2 separate regions of the Mus musculus genome follow, and region 2 is linked to region 1. A link is a contact called in public promoter capture Hi-C data. All regions are on one chromosome and are shown on one strand. Each heading gives the region's core, a stretch centred on a gene start, on an enhancer-like site or on the middle of the called end of the contact. The rest is flanking DNA. Distances are from core to core; before and after follow the strand shown. Region 1 overlaps Atp6v0a1 (ATPase, H+ transporting, lysosomal V0 subunit A1). Region 2 overlaps Cntd1 (cyclin N-terminal domain containing 1).

Region 1 (4,219 bases), core at 609-3,108:
ACTCATTTTATAGACCAGGCTGGCCTCGAACTCAGAGATCTGCCTGCCTCTGCCTGGGACTAAAGGCATGCACTACACCCAGCAATGTTAGGTACCATAAAAAGATTGCCTCTAAGAAGACAACTCTATTAAGAAACACTGAGAGGCAGAAGATTGCTTCAGTTTAAAATAGGTCCCGAGACATGGCTCTCCTTCTAGGTATGCATATTGTTTACTTGTGTCTCAGTAGATGACAGATATGTGCTGAAGGCAAAGACTCCACCTGATAACAATGTCCTGGAGGAGGAGGGTAGGGGGCAGGGCACTGAGACTTCTTGGTTAGTATAAAAGTTCTCTCTCTCTCTCTCTCTCTCTCTCTCTCTCTCTCCCCCCCCCCCCTTCAGTTCATGGGATTAGGGGTCACTTTTGCCTTTTCCTTCCTCTCACCTGTTTTAATGCCCATGTTCAAAGTTTACTAGGTGATTCAGATCTGGGAAATCACTGAAGTAAGCACTTCCGGTCAGGCTCAAATGTCGCCTAACTACCTTCAGAAGGGGGGCTTTAAGCATTATAAAGGGCATGGGGCCGGAGCGGGGAGACTCCATTGTATCTTGGCCTGGGTCTTACAGGGCAGAGGAGGAAAGCGTCCGAATTCAAAATCCCCCAAACAGAGTCCATCTCCCTAAGACTTCCCTAGCCAGAAGAAGTGAGAACAGACAGGTCAGACCTCCTAACCCGACTCTGACGAGTACCCTGCACGGCTCAGGAAACAAGAGTTACAGGAAGGAAATGAGAGACACACCAGCAAAGACAAGAAAAGAAATGCTGAGCTGTGACAACGCCACTCAAGGAGACAACGGAGGAGACAAGAAGCAGAGCAGGAGCAGATACGTGGGGTCAAGGGTCAAGGGTCCTTCTTGGAGTGTGGTCACCTTGATGCTGTTGGGCTGCTCTCCAGCAAGAGATTCAGCTAGGGACACAGCTGAGCAGACGCCATGAGTGGGAGAGCTTCCAGATGAGGAGGGGTTACTGTGGAGCTCAGCATGGAGGATGGAGTCACACTCAAAAGGCATCGAGAACAATGCAAGAAAAAAGCAAGGACAAAGCAAGAAAAGATGATGGGGAAAGAAAATCAATGCTGGGCAGTGTGTTCCTCAACTTGAAAATAATTTCACACAGCGAGATTAAAATTTTGTCTGGCATAAGCATGCATTCCCCTTAAAGCGGTGTATGCTAACAGAACAATCCTGACCTGCGAGATTGAAAATCTCGGATGTGAGGCTGCATAGACACAGTGCACTCTAAGATTCTGGTAAAATGATGTCAAATGTCTGACATTCAAAGTGCTGTCACTGAATTGTAGGTACAGAAGAAGTGAGGGTCTAGACAGATGGCTCTGGCAGATGTGCAGCACGCAGGGTGGCTCAGGAAATCAGCTGAAGAAACAAGACCTTCTGTGTCCCAGTTAGGGAAAGAGATACAGACCTTCTCTAAAGACTGAACTCCCAAAACAAGGACAAGGATCCCTTAAAGAAGGGCTTACAAGCACAAAGAACAAAGACATCAATGAAAGAGTCCAAGCCCCTCTTGTCTCCATGCTGAAAACCCACCCCACACACGATCACAGGATACAGACACAAAAGTGGATGAGCCCAGAAGCTGCCGTCTTGGAGTAAGATGATGGGACTCGAAGAGGGCCACTTGGCTCCTGAAGATAGGATTGTACTTACACAACCAAACAGAAACTTAGCAGGCCAATGGTAAAAACGATACCTGATCTATTCCTAAGAGGCAGATGGCTCCTCTGTCATGGTCTCAGTGAGCACACATGCCACGCTCTCAACAGCATTAAAAAAGAATTCACCTGCACTGTCTGCCACCTCTTTAAACAAACATTTTGCTTTGTCGGAGTTAAGTGACTCACTGTTGCAGCCGGTGCTGCCTCTAGTCCCTGTTGGCTCGGGGTTGGTGTGACTGGGGCCTCCACGGGTTGCCCTTCCTGATAGTGAATGGGAGAGAAGAAGGGAGAAGAGAACGAGAGAGGGATGGGGAGAGGGAGGGGAGACGAATGGAGGGCACATGAAAGGATGAAGATGGTCAGAAAAGGGAGAAGGAGGGTCTTGTAACTCAGCTGCTCTCCAACGGAGGGATCATCTCACAGCCATGGGACTCATGCAATAAGATCTCTTGGGTTTTCCCGGGCAATGCAGTAAGCATTATGGGATAGCCAGAAATTACACGCAGTATCGAACATTTGGCAAGCTTAACTTTGTGTGTCTGTGTGTAGAGTCGGTATACACACATCTGTTAAGTAAACACCTGTGTGTATATATGCTGCTTCTTAGAAGAAGAAGAAACAAAAAAAAAAAAAATCAGTGTGCTTTAAGTCAGATCCTTTCCAGGTGTGTCAGTTGGTGAAAGCGTCATAGTTTCATTAAAAAAAATATGTCTTTGGGTCAGTCCTGTGGCTGCCCAGGCAAACCACACGAGTGAGCTCACTGTCTGCAGCTCTCCTAACCTTGATATTTGGCTGATGCCGCATCTAGACGTGTGGGCCCAGGGCTGGCCTCTGCTGCCGAGAGCGTGACAAAAATCACGACCAGGAAAGGTAAAAACATAGTGATTTATTCTCTCCGATCCAGGTGTCTCTGACGTTGGCAGGCCCGGGGTTCATGCTCATATGTAACCCAAATCCATAACGGAACACATGCACGTGTGCACAGTTAATTACATCCTCTAAGGCGCTGCCTGGATCTTAGGCGAGGAAAAAGTCTAAAGTCTAGTAACCTTCAGCCACAGACAGACACTCACCAAATGCTTCTTCCTCAGGTACTGATGGCGAAGGATCAGCGGCTTAAACAGAAGCATCCAAGGGACGCAGAGCATCGCCACCACGATGAGGAAACACTGAATTCCTTTCTGCAAAGTAAGAGACAACAAAGCCCACCAGTCAAACAGACTGTTTCCAACAGCAGCACACATTTTCCCCCCAAACAATAGATCCTTATTGGTCTACGACTATTTCTCTAAGTAATGAGCTGGCACCAGGACAAACCCAGTAAGTGTCCCATCAAATGGTAGTTCTAAATTATGCCCCCTTTACTCATCTAATTGTTCGAGACATGATCTTACTATGTAGCTCACCCTGGCTTGGAATTCACTAGGTAGCCCAGGCTTGAGTGCTCAGGTTACAGGCCTGAGGCACTTAGCCCTACAAATTCTATCCTTTATAGCATGGAATCATTACTGAACTCTCCAGAGCTAAGAGGTATAGGGGGAGTAGTTTAAATATATGGTACTATATAGTTCATACTATACGGTAGTACAAACTGAAAACCAGGTTTCTAGGCTTTTTTCAGGTCAGAGTTACATGGGGCTTTGGGACCTGGGTAGCCACCTACACCACCCGTCCTCAGGGCTGACATACCTGTCCAGAGTACAGCATTGCATTACCAGACTCTGGGTAGGAGAAGAGGAACATGTTTATGAAGTGGATCAGGAGGCTCGGGGCATTCCTAGACGAGTGGGCATCGTAGGCTGTCCACTTGTAAAAGATAAGGATGACCAGGTAGCCAAACAACGAGGACATGAAGATGATCTCAGGAATAAAGCCAAAGTAGATGTTCAGGGGCTTCTTGAAATAGCTAAGAAGGAAAAGAGAAATGACACTAAGAGCGACAGGCCTATGGCACCGGGCACTGACCAGAGTGCTCGATAGGTTTGTCCACACACTGTGTCCACACACCGTTCCCTCAGCTCTGTCTGCATCACACTGAAGCAGCAGCCAGAGCACTGGAGACAACAGAGACTGCGCTTCCAAACGTCTGGGCCTCGAATGGCTCTTGGACCACCTCCACTACTCTCCATGGAAGATCTAATATATGGATTCATAATTTTGTATAAATTACACATCAAGGAAGAAAAAATGGGGTTGGAGAGATGGCTTATCAGTCAGGAGCACTTACTGCTCCTGCAGATGACCCAAGTGCAGATCCCCAGCACCCACATCAGGCAGCTCACTACCCTCTGTAACTCCGGCTCCAGGGGATCTGATGCCTGTGGCCTCTGTGGGCACACAACACACATGTGCACACAACCACCACATACACAGAGTGCAAAATAGGAATTCACTAAATCACAGGAAAATTGCTGCATCTTTTTTTTTTTCAAAGATCATTTTTTTTGTACCTATAAACAGATCAGGAACTAATATGAAGCTTCATTTAAGACCATGAGGATT
Region 2 (4,245 bases), core at 988-3,487, 240 kb before region 1:
TAACACATGTAATTGTGAGGTTTTGGCCAGTCTGACTTTACAGTAATCAAATACTTTTGACCAACTTGCAACCATGTGACTGGCTTTTCCCCACTCAGGTGACTATAAAAGCAATCTAGCACTCCCAGTTTGTAAGTAGGAGCAAGGGAAGAACTAGAGAAGAATGTTAATTATTTGAACTTATTTACATTTAATAGTAAAAGTTTTCCCGGGCTCACTCATCTGCATCTGAACCACATACTGGAAGTTAATAAAAACCAATTAGCCTGTGCTGGTTTCCAATTTTCTAGTGCTGGGTACTGGATTTTCTAGGCAAGTACTCTACCACTGAGCTCCAAACCCCAAACTCTATTCATAGGATCTGTCCCTACTTTGCATCCCCAGAAGGAGCCTACCCAAGAAAAGTCTCTTACCCCTGCAGCTGACTGGGTGTAGAATTCTCAATTGAAGCTCTCAATAGGCTCTCATAGATGGGTTCATGCAGAAGATAGACCAGGTCGAGGAGGGTCAGACAAGTTGCATGTAGTTGTGTGGCAGGGACCAAACAGCCATTGTACCCTACATGGAGTATGTACATGGAAGGAACATGAGTCTCGGTCTCTGATCATAATCTTACGACATAAAGCGGTTTAGTTGCTAATGCTCTTCCTGTTATGCTCCACAATGAAAGATCTGTTAGCAGAAAGTCAGGGGTTTTTTGTTTGTTTTTGTTTTGTTGTTGTTTTTGTTGAGGCAGTGTCTCACTTTGTAGTCCTTGCTGATCTGTAACTTTGTGTAGACCAGGCTAGCCTCAAATTTAGAGATCCACCTGCCTCTGCCTCCCAACTGTTGGGATTAAAGGCATGTGTCTGGCCAGAAGGTTAATTATAAAGGATAGATCTCCGTCTGAAATACATACATACATTTACAGTACCATTATTCTGTCTTATGCTTCTTCATAAACCCTTAGATCCTGTAATAAGAAAATGCCTAATGATTGGGGTGTGGTGATGCACACGTTTAGTCCCAGCACTTGGGAAGCCAGCCTGGTCTACAAATTGAGTTCCAAAACAGCCAGCTGTTACATAGAAGAAAAGGAAAGAGTGTCTAATGAATCCAAATAGAAAGCAGGTGCTAGGCCTCTGAGCTCTCTCTCCTGACCGGTGCTGGAGGAACATTGTCAGTCATCCAGAAACACGGGCTCCCTTCCCGCTGCTCCTCATTGGTAGGCTGTGTCTCCTGTTCCCAAATCCCTGGGGACATTTGTGTTTTTGCCTGCTATGGAAGTCTGCAACCCACATCTGACACATGTAATAAATACCTAGGACTTCAAGGAGCATCTCCACATATGCCAGAGGAGTGGGCAGATTTATTTGGAAGTTCAGGGACTTCAAAATATCGAGCTCTGACTCCAGCAGTTCTTCTTTGGTGTGTACATAACCCAGAGCCTGGAGGAAATTCAGGACTGTAATGTTGCTGACAATCTGAGCAAAGAGGAGAGCAAAGGCAGAGGAGAGCCGTCAGGATGCAGCTATCAGGATGCAGGCCGTATGCCCTCCCTCACAGCAAAGCCCTCCAAGCCCACTAAGTTATGCAAACAGGATTACTTGCAATTAAGCCTTGTTCTCCCTTCAAGTCATGGCACGGGCTGGATTCCCTTCCCTTCTGTCTGGTCCTTCCTCCCTGCCCTCTCTAATTTTGTTTTGATTTTCTTTGCAGCCACCAGATCCCACCTACCAGTTCCAATAATTCATTAACTTCCTTGACTCAGCAAGGCTGATGAGAGTCATTCTTAGCCCTCAATTTACACTATTTTCTATTTTATTTACTTTCCATTCTGTTTACACCTACGCCTTTTCCCACTAGGTAAGGGATCCCTTGAGAGCACAATGTTTCTTACTGTGGTAGCCAGGCCATGGTATCTACTGAAGCACAGGGCCATAGAAGATACTCGATAAATATTTGCGGAATGAGTGATTTTACTGCACAGGCACTGGATAGTGATGTAGAAACATTTTATCCTTTTTAGGTGTAACCACTGGTCTTTAATGCTGATAGGCATGTTGGTAGTTCAGGAACCTTATGTAAACTGTCCTGAAGTCCAAGGGGAGGAAAGGTGACCTGTATGAATGATGGCACCTGTCCAGCAATTATACTTTGGGAACAGAACTTCAGGCTATTTAATAACTGCCTCTGTGTGACTGTGTGTATTCAGGAGGCATGCTTAGGACGCATAATTACACTCTGGAATTTCCACATGAGTAGTATCACCTAGCTTAGCAGTGGGTTTCTCACAGGCACCTTCAATCAGCTGTTTCTCGCTGACACTTGGGTGCCCACAAGCTCCTTACTTTGTAGTGGAAAGACAGTTTGCTGGCCAGCTGAACACACGACACCAATCGGAGGATGAACTTGTTGACAAGCTGCTCTTTCATAGCCCTCCAGCTCTGCAGCTCTGTGTCTTTACCTCTCAGCTGGAGTGTGGCTTGCCGACAGATGTCCTCTGCCTGCTTCAGCATGAATCTGTAAGGGGGAAATAAAAAGAAGAGGGTAAACTTACAGTGACACAGACTACAGGGACTTTGTGTTGTAGACACGCCACATTTTATCCTGCTGGGTATCAAATACTGGCGAGGAGAACTATATTTGCAAGTAAAAAGGAGGGTGCAAGCCCAGACAGCCTCCAGGTAAAGGGGCAACTAGTGCTGTGTGATGATCTAGGGACGCCAGCCATTCTGAGGGGCACCAGCACAAAGGCCTCATGCAAGAGCCTTACCTTTCTAGGATTTCTACAGCCTGGTAGCTCACCGATTTCTCCAGACACCATTGTTCAGACAGGAGAAAAACAAACTCTGCCAAAACAGGGAAGAAGAGCTTAATTCACAAGATGCAACCCAAGCCACACTGTGAACTCTTGGCATCGTGTAAAAGCCATGGTGGGGCTGAGAGAGGAGGGTCAAGAGGGGAGAAAGATGAGCCTGGGACAAGCAGAGCCGAGCTCAGCTGCCTTTGCTGCCAATGGGCAGATCAGAGGCATGGAAAGGAGGCTGGCTCTGGGCCAGTGTCAAGGGCCCACCAAGCCCCTCGGTGACCCGAGCCTGCCTTTGAGTCTCGGCTGACAAAAGGTTTGGTCAGTTACACACAAACATATACCAGCTGGCCTAATTGGTCTCCACCTCCTGCTGGGATCCCCTAGCTCCAAGAGGATTCTTGGATGGATAAAAACCCTAACCCCTATATTCTGTTTTCAGTGGAATGTTGGCAGGAACAGAAAGGTCCCTCCTGGGGCGTCCATAGTCTTTATGACACTGTTTGTTTAGTAACCACCCTCTGCAGAGCTCCCATTGCTTTACAAACACAATTCACCTTGCAGCTGGTCACCCGCTCTCCACCGCCAGTTTGTTGGGTAAATCTCTAGTATTACTGTGGACTGACTTGTTTTGAAGGAACACCCCCTAACTCAAAGAACATAGCCCAATTTAGAGGGAAAGAATCCTTAGGAGGTGGGGGAGTGTAAGATACCTTGGCAAGATTTTATCCTGCTTCTGTTTCCCTTTGAAAGAATAGCCTCAGATAAAATTCTATTTAGCTTGCAATATCATTAGAGGGTGGAAACGAGAGCGAATGTCAGTTCTCAGGAAAGAAAACCGAAGACCTAAGAACCTTTATCATTGATCAGCAAAGAATTACAGAGTGTGTGTGTGGGGGGGTCCTTTACCCAGCCTCTACGTACATAATCATACTGTCATATGTCTTCCGAGAAAAAAAATTGGACTTTCCTAGAAGAAAAACAAATTATTGGACATGCCTATAACTGGCAATGCCTATCATTTCAGCAGGTGGAGCAGGTTCAAGGGCATTCTCACATGGTAACTGAAGGTCAGCTTGGGCTGCATGAGACCTAGTCTCAAAAAAAAAAAAGTCTACAAAAAACTAAAACCAAGCTATCACAAGATACTTTAGCATACACTTAACACAAGTCACAAATAGTTTTATACACAAAGCTTTCTTACAAAGACCACAGCCCTAGCCGATAATTTCCATCAAGGAAGAGAATTAAGCACAACTCTGCATTTATGGGCCAGACCTTTAACCTTCTATTTGCTGGTCCTTAGGCTTTATTTCCTAGTCCAGGGATGTCCCCAGATCCTCGATTTTGTTCTGGATTTGTTAAGACTTACTCCGTTTTTAGTTTCTCAAGGAACCTGAACTTGGTTTAGGCAGAAGGGACCCTGCTCTCGGTTTCTCTGCTACTACATGCTCCAC

What was found. Capture Hi-C pulls out chosen DNA fragments and counts their contacts.
Region 2: a promoter capture Hi-C map of pancreatic islet shows a contact between it and region 1. The contact joins two enhancer-like sites. A contact is called at or near these places in 1 of 115 datasets of contacts at active chromatin or transcription factors (pancreatic cancer cells) and 3 of 9 other capture datasets (embryonic stem cells, liver and pancreatic islet).

What each region holds. Positions count from the first base shown.
Region 1 is chr11:101,043,195-101,047,413 of GRCm38.p6, reverse strand. It overlaps Atp6v0a1 (ATPase, H+ transporting, lysosomal V0 subunit A1), which reads right to left. Exons shown (of 22, transcript NM_016920.4): 16 at 3,407-3,623; 17 at 2,791-2,898. Among named protein-coding and RNA genes, the nearest start is that of Mir6928, 15 kb to the right of the region's middle. Within about 2 kb of position 1,858, at least 28 of the 459 cell types and tissues checked have an H3K27ac peak or open chromatin away from gene starts, as enhancers often do. A contact at or near this core is called in pancreatic islet, where this site is marked.
Region 2 is chr11:101,281,978-101,286,222 of GRCm38.p6, reverse strand. It overlaps Cntd1 (cyclin N-terminal domain containing 1), which reads right to left. Exons shown (of 7, transcript NM_026562.2): 2 at 2,756-2,831; 3 at 2,331-2,502; 4 at 1,301-1,463; 5 at 414-558. Among named protein-coding and RNA genes, the nearest start is that of Cntd1, 4.9 kb to the right of the region's middle. Within about 2 kb of position 2,237, at least 13 of the 459 cell types and tissues checked have an H3K27ac peak or open chromatin away from gene starts, as enhancers often do. A contact at or near this core is called in pancreatic islet, where this site is marked.